Regions from separate parts of the Mus musculus genome. Here region 2 is linked to region 1. The links are chromatin contacts, called in public ChIA-PET maps. All regions are on one chromosome and are shown on one strand. The core of a region is the stretch at or near the end of the contact, and the rest is flanking DNA. Distances in the headings are between cores, read along the strand shown. Region 1 overlaps Frmd4a (FERM domain containing 4A). Region 2 holds the start of Sephs1 (selenophosphate synthetase 1).

Region 1 (3,014 bases), core at 147-2,646:
TTGGCTGTCTTCATTTGCTTGTCTTAACTTTTCATTTTCCCCTTAGAGGCCAAACAGGCAGTCATTTCCTTCCCTCGATTTTACAGACAACAGATTTCTTTCTTGCTGGGGGTGGAGATGGGGGATATTACTATTTGTGTTATATTTCCCTTCCTTCCAAAGAGGAAAGCTCCCCTTCCACCTTCTGGATTGAGGGTGGGAGCAGGGGGCCTGCTCATCTGCATCTGTCTGTGAAAACAGATGCACAGGTCTCTGCGAATCCTCAGCAGGATGCAAACTCATATCCGGTGCCGACTGGCTTGGGATCTTTGGAATGACTGCAACAAATTCTCCATTGCAGCTGAGTGAGGAGAGCCTTCCATATGGTCACAGGGAGAGGGCTTCTGTTTGCTCTGTGGCCCCTCCACATGTGGTCTCTTCACATACAGCTGCCACCAGCCCGGTCTAGGTTCCCCAGCTGGAAAATGGAAAATGGGTCCCAAGTCCACAGTAATATCTGTGATGCCATCTGGTTTCCCCTGAAGATCCCCAAATGCCCACTGAAAATGACTTTCTTTGCCTAGCCATGTTTGGATAATAATCATCTTCCTAGGGCTGGGAATGTAGCTCCCTTGGTGGAATCCTTACCTGGCGTACTTAAAGCCCCAAATTCAATCCCAGCACCATATAAACGACTGGTGCTCATATTTACCTCTTTAATGGCAGAACTCAATAAGTAGAGGCAGGAAAATCAGGGTCAAGGTCATATATATGGAGGTCAAGGTCAGCCTGAGCTAGAGACCTTGTCTCCAAAAATACACCTATAACCAACTGTCTTCTTCACCATCAGCTCTTCCTCCCTCCCTCCAGTGACCTCGTTCAGTAGAAGCCTTTGGGTTAGGAGTGTAATATGATCGTGAACTCTAGCCTAGAATCCAAGTAGAGATCTCACTAACTCAGGAAAGGTTTTCTGGAGAACTCAGCTGATGGTAGGTTTTCCTGGCTGTCATCAGAGGGAGGCTGAACCACCTCAATGAAGTGATCATTCAGAAACCAAGCCAGTCCCCTAGCTGGCCCCTGTGTTGTGGTGCTTCCGGGCAACGATTGTGCCCTCCATCCTCATTGTTTGCTTGTCTCCGATTCCTCCAGTGGGTGGAACTGAGGGCTGAGACTATGTCTCCCCCATATTACCTTGCACATGGAAGGGACTCCAAAAACCTCTGTTGTCGCACCAGGAGATCTGAAGACCGCCACTGGCTTCCTGTCCTTTGGCCTTCTCTTGAGTTTTGAGATCAGCGTATGTGGCATGTGGTCCTGCCAGGAAGGAAGATGCAAGCAGATGCAACCCACAGGGTGTTGTTGCCTTGACACCAGAGTAGTGAGACAGAATGTTCCCCCTCTCACCGAGTTTCCATTCAAAGGATAAGCAGGCCACACAGAACAGAGCTTGTGCCCCACCTCTGCCTCCCTGTGCCAGCCACCATGACCTCTGTGGTAAGAGTAGAGGTAACGCTTCTCTGAGGACTCAATGAATTGTAGCATGTAAGAATCCCTGCTGAGTTCTATTAAACAATCAAACAAACAAACAAAACCCACTTTTCCCCCTCTGCCCGCAAGCTTCCTGAACTGACAGGGCCAGCCACACCAGCCACCACTCCTCATTTTCTTGCCTGTCCACTCAGGGCTCTTCCTTTTTTTTCCCAACATGAATCGTTCTGAAATGGAGATGCCAACACCCTAATAAAAGCGAGGAAAGATTTCTAAGAACAATGACTAGTATTCACATGGCATTTAGCATGTTCTGAGTTATCTTTTAGCATCGCCCAAATGTTATCCTGCTTCATTCTCCCAATATTTGTAGAGCCCTGTTTTCATTGCCCAGTTCACAGGAAACAGAGACCTAGGAAAGTTCTAGAACCTGCCACCTCCCATCCCAGATCCACTCAGAAGCTAAGCTGAAACATACACACAGACCCAATAACCCTAGACCCCAGACTGCAGGCTCCAGCTTTAGGAGGGCGCTATACCAGTTTGTTTCCCAGACTATCCTTTTCTGTACATCTGAGTACCCTCTCTAGAAGGATATTCATGTATTATCAATTACCTTTCAGAAATATTCATCTCACCTGCTTTTCACTGGCTCCTACACCAACCCGCTATTCCTTCCATCCCTTCCCGGGCAGCGCCTGGCTACTGTTTTTTTTCCATGTATCAATTTTGAAATTTCACTCTTCCAGGTACAGTAGAGATGACACATCTATCTTCTTATTTCATCTTACAGACAGCTCCAGTTTAAGACTATTTAGTATTCAGGATCAGGAAGAGATAAACCCTTTAGGCTCTTGTTGGTAATTAGACATCCATCCCCTCCTCCCTGCCCCCACCCCTCCACCCCTGCCTGCCTCTGTCAGGAGGCAGGGTTGGGAGAGTGCCATTCCTAGAGGTTTGGGTAGTGAAGGAAGGAGGTCATACTGTCTATAACATTCCTTTGGTAAAACTTGAAGAAATGAAGGCTAATGGCTGAGAAGGAATGGCCTAAGTTGGTTGTTTATTGGGTAATCAGTGTTTCAAGTTCGGAGACATTTTAGAAGGTGGTCACTTTCTAGGTAGGACCAGGATGGTTCTCAAGAAGGTGAAATGCCAGCCAGGCGAGGTGGCACACGCCTTTAATCCCAGCACTTGGGAGGCAGAGGCAGGCGGGTTTCTGAGTTCGAGGCCAGCCTGGTCTACAGAGTGAGTTCCAGGACAGCAGAGAAACCCTGTCGGGGGTGGGGGGGGGATTCACATATAACCCTGAGGGGTCTTGCATGTGCAATATGTATTGGTTCAAACAATTGATAACAGACTAATTATAGTGCCAGACTTCCCCAAGGCCAGATACAGACTATGAAATTATGTTTGTCAGCTGGGTGTGGTCATGCAGGCCTTTAATCCCAGCACAGAAGTAGAGGCAAGTGATCACTGAGAGTTCAAGGCCAGCCTGGTCTACAGACAAACAAACCAACCCAGATGGACAGGGTAAAGTATCATGTATT
Region 2 (3,014 bases), core at 328-2,827, 300 kb after region 1:
AAAAAAAAAAAAAAAAAAACCCTGGGGGATCTGATACTTACCCCTCTCTTCAGTGCACATTAAATCACACCAAACCCTTCCCTTCTGCTGCTCCCCAATGCTTCCAGTTCAAGTACACATGCAGGCTTAGTACAGCTTCATTAAAACAATAACCCCTAACCCAGGGTATTATTCCTCCATCACCACTGAGAAAGAGCATCCTTCAACATTAACAAAGAGCTAAGTCTCCTTGGAGGGACACACAAATCTAGACATGGGGTCCTGCTGTGTCATCCACTTTTTTTTTTTCTCATTGTGAAATCTTTTGAAAAAAAAAATCACTTTTTTTTTTAACTAAGTGAGGAACAAAAAAAAGTTACATTGTTTAAAATGCAAAATCAAATTTAAAAGGCAGAACCGGACAAATGTAACTGTATAACCCTTTCCCTCTGGCTTTGGAGTCCTGGTGTGGTATCTGGTGAGGCTGTGTTTGTGTCTTCTGACCATTCAGAAGAAACTCCACGTTCATCAACGATAAATCGATGTCCGAAGTCTGATGCTAAGGAGCCCAGGTGCTACTGTATTCTCCCAAATGTATTGTGGAGAAAAGACACAAAGGCAGGAGATGCCTGTGTCCATCTCGCCACACTTTGCACCCTAGATCCCACTCCTAAGAAACAGGCAAATGGCAATTTCAGGAATGAAAAGGACATCTGCGGGGTGTACGAACCTAAAGACAGCCAAAAGATACAACAGTTCTGCTTCTAAATAATCGGGAAAATGCGAACCTATTCCTAACCAAGTTTGCTCTGCTCAGCTTTCCAGAGAAGTCCTTCGAAGGGACACGCTCTGCACCAGCAATGCAGTACGAAGTCGGAAATCTGAAGTTACTTCAAGTGAAACCGCATTACCAATGTCAATTCAAGCACACAGGATTAGTCTGCCATGTTTACTTGGACATGAGAAGAACAAATGGTATAACCCGGACAACATAAACTCTCCCTCCCCAAAATGCAGATCAAAGATTCAAGAAACTTCACAGAGCATTTGCATATTTCACTGGGACTCCAAAGAAATGCGGAGCTACGCTCAAACAATAGAATGAAGAAAAGATGGGAGTCACTGAGAATGGAGCGCGGGGTTAAGTTGGGTTTTCAAATGTCTCACTGGGGGCGACCTTGGCTCCTACACTCTGCACATTGTTCCCATGGGCACAGTCTCACTGCAGCAGAGATTCGGGAGCAGGTATTGCATCCCGTGGGTGATGCGGGGATCGCACCCAGCCAGGTTGTGCAAAAAACAAAAACACTCTGTTCCCTTCTCGCGGGACAGAGATGCGAAAGTAGGTGGCCCCCATCACTCAAGGTTGCTGCCAGTGCTGCTCGCAACTTTTGAAATCAATCTACCCCCCCCCCTTTTTTTTCCTTTCTTTTTTCTTTTGCATCATGCAACGGATGCCACCGTTCCTGGGGTTTGCAACCCCCCACCCCCTCCCCCGAGACCAATCATTGCCGCGCTCGGGCCTCTGCACAGCGCCCCCGCCCCCTTCCCGGGCCGCACGCAGCCACCACCGCCGCTGCCACCGCCACCAGCAACCCGGAGGCGCTCCGGCCACCGGCCCGCCGCCTTAAAGGGAGGTGGCCGCTCTTAAAGGGACCCTCACGCGCCCGGCCGGCGGGAGCGCGGCGGCCCGGTTCCCGGAGGGCCGCGCCCAGCCTAGGCCGAGCTCCACGCGGCGTCCGAGCGCCCGGCGGTGCCGCCGCCACCGGGAGCAGCATTTTTTTTTTTTTTTTTTTTAAATTCAGGCGACGCTTAAGGGAGCCCAGCGCGCCCGGTGCATTGTGGGAGCGCCGCGGCCCGTTTTCGGGAGGAGGCGGAGGGCGCAAAGCGAGCCGGTAAGCGGCGGGCCTGGCGAGGGGGGGCGAGGCAGCAGGCTTAAAGGGGAATAGCGGGCCGCAGGCCCGGCGCGGCCGTTGCAAATCCCCCTCCGGGCCGCCCGGGACCGCCGGGGAGCCGTGCACCGGGGCCCTTCGCGCGCCCTGCCTGGAGAGGGGGCCGAGCCCAGGCTTTGGTGGGGCCGCTTTAAAAAAGAAGCGCCGCCCGCGCCGCTGCCTCCTCCGCCGTCGCCGCCGCGGCACGCGGGGCCGGGGTTGGGAGGGAGGAGCGGAGGGGGAGGGCGGCGGCGGCCACGCAGGGGTTAATCTTTTCGCCCGCCGACATTTTTGTGTGGCGGCGCGGACGGCGAGCCCGCGCGCGCGCGCGCTCTGCCTTAGCCGCCCAGTGTCCTGGCGCCGAGCCGCGGGCCTCCCCGCCCCCACTCGGCCCTCGGGTCCCTCCGGTCCCCGCCGGCGACGGTCTCCGCGGCAGCGGCGACGCGGGGCCTGCGGTGCAGCATGGCCCTGCCGGTGGCCTGCCCGCGGCAGCCGCGCGGCGCGGTACAAAGAACGCGGCCCGCGCCCGCCGTGCCTTTAAAGGCGGCAGCCTGAGACTTAAGGTGTCCCCTGAGTGGCATCCTCCGCGCCCGGCCCCATGGAGGGCGCGGGGTCCCGGCGCGCACGCCGCGGCGCCCGGGCCTGTGAGCACGCGCGGGGCCTGGGGGCTGGCGGGGAGGTAGGTGTGCTGCCCCACCGCACCCCGCTGCCCGAGCCCGCCTCCCGCGGGAGCGAAGGGGTTAAACGCGGGCTTTAAATATTCATGTCATTGTTTTAAAGGTGTAAACATGTGGCTTCCAGGTCGGACGCACTCCCTCTACCCAAAGCACACCCCAAATTCCATCCTTTTCAAATAGCTGGAGTTTCCTTTGAGGCCAAACCGTGTGACTTAGGTCTCCTTGCACTTGGGAGTTTTTTAACTGCTGAGTTTTCTTGATGTAAGGCGTTTTTAAACTTTCCTAACCAGAAAGTGTAGGGAAAATAAGGTAAAAGAAAGGTGCTCTTCGGAGTCTCTCTCCTGCCTTTTGGTTGAGGCCGTGAGGATTGGAGGTAGGAAAATAGATTCTTTATAAAGGGAAGTCTTCCCGTTTTGTACCAGGTAGA

The links. ChIA-PET counts read pairs in DNA pulled down with a chosen protein or histone mark.
Region 2: a contact with region 1 is called in an RNA polymerase II ChIA-PET map of memory CD8 T cells, with 47 read pairs. The contact joins the promoter of Sephs1 here to the enhancer-like site in region 1. A contact is called at or near these places in 5 of 39 promoter capture datasets (the C10 cell line, cranial neural crest, embryonic stem cells and 2 more), 7 of 484 Hi-C or Micro-C datasets (the N1E-115 cell line, cerebellar granule neurons, cerebral cortex and 4 more), 11 of 115 datasets of contacts at active chromatin or transcription factors (T-cell acute lymphoblastic leukemia, astrocytes, embryonic forebrain and 4 more) and 3 of 9 other capture datasets (adipose tissue, embryonic trunk and liver).

Annotation. Positions count from the first base shown.
Region 1 is chr2:4,579,560-4,582,573 of GRCm38.p6, forward strand. The region is part of intron 14 of Frmd4a (FERM domain containing 4A); the gene reads left to right. Among named protein-coding and RNA genes, the nearest start is that of Gm13179, 13 kb to the right of the region's middle. Within about 2 kb of position 1,397, at least 43 of the 459 cell types and tissues checked have an H3K27ac peak or open chromatin away from gene starts, as enhancers often do. A contact at or near this core is called in T-cell acute lymphoblastic leukemia, group 2 innate lymphoid cells and memory CD8 T cells, where this site is marked.
Region 2 is chr2:4,879,987-4,883,000 of GRCm38.p6, forward strand. It overlaps Sephs1 (selenophosphate synthetase 1), which reads left to right and starts at 1,578. Exons shown (of 9, transcript NM_175400.6): 1 at 1,578-1,874.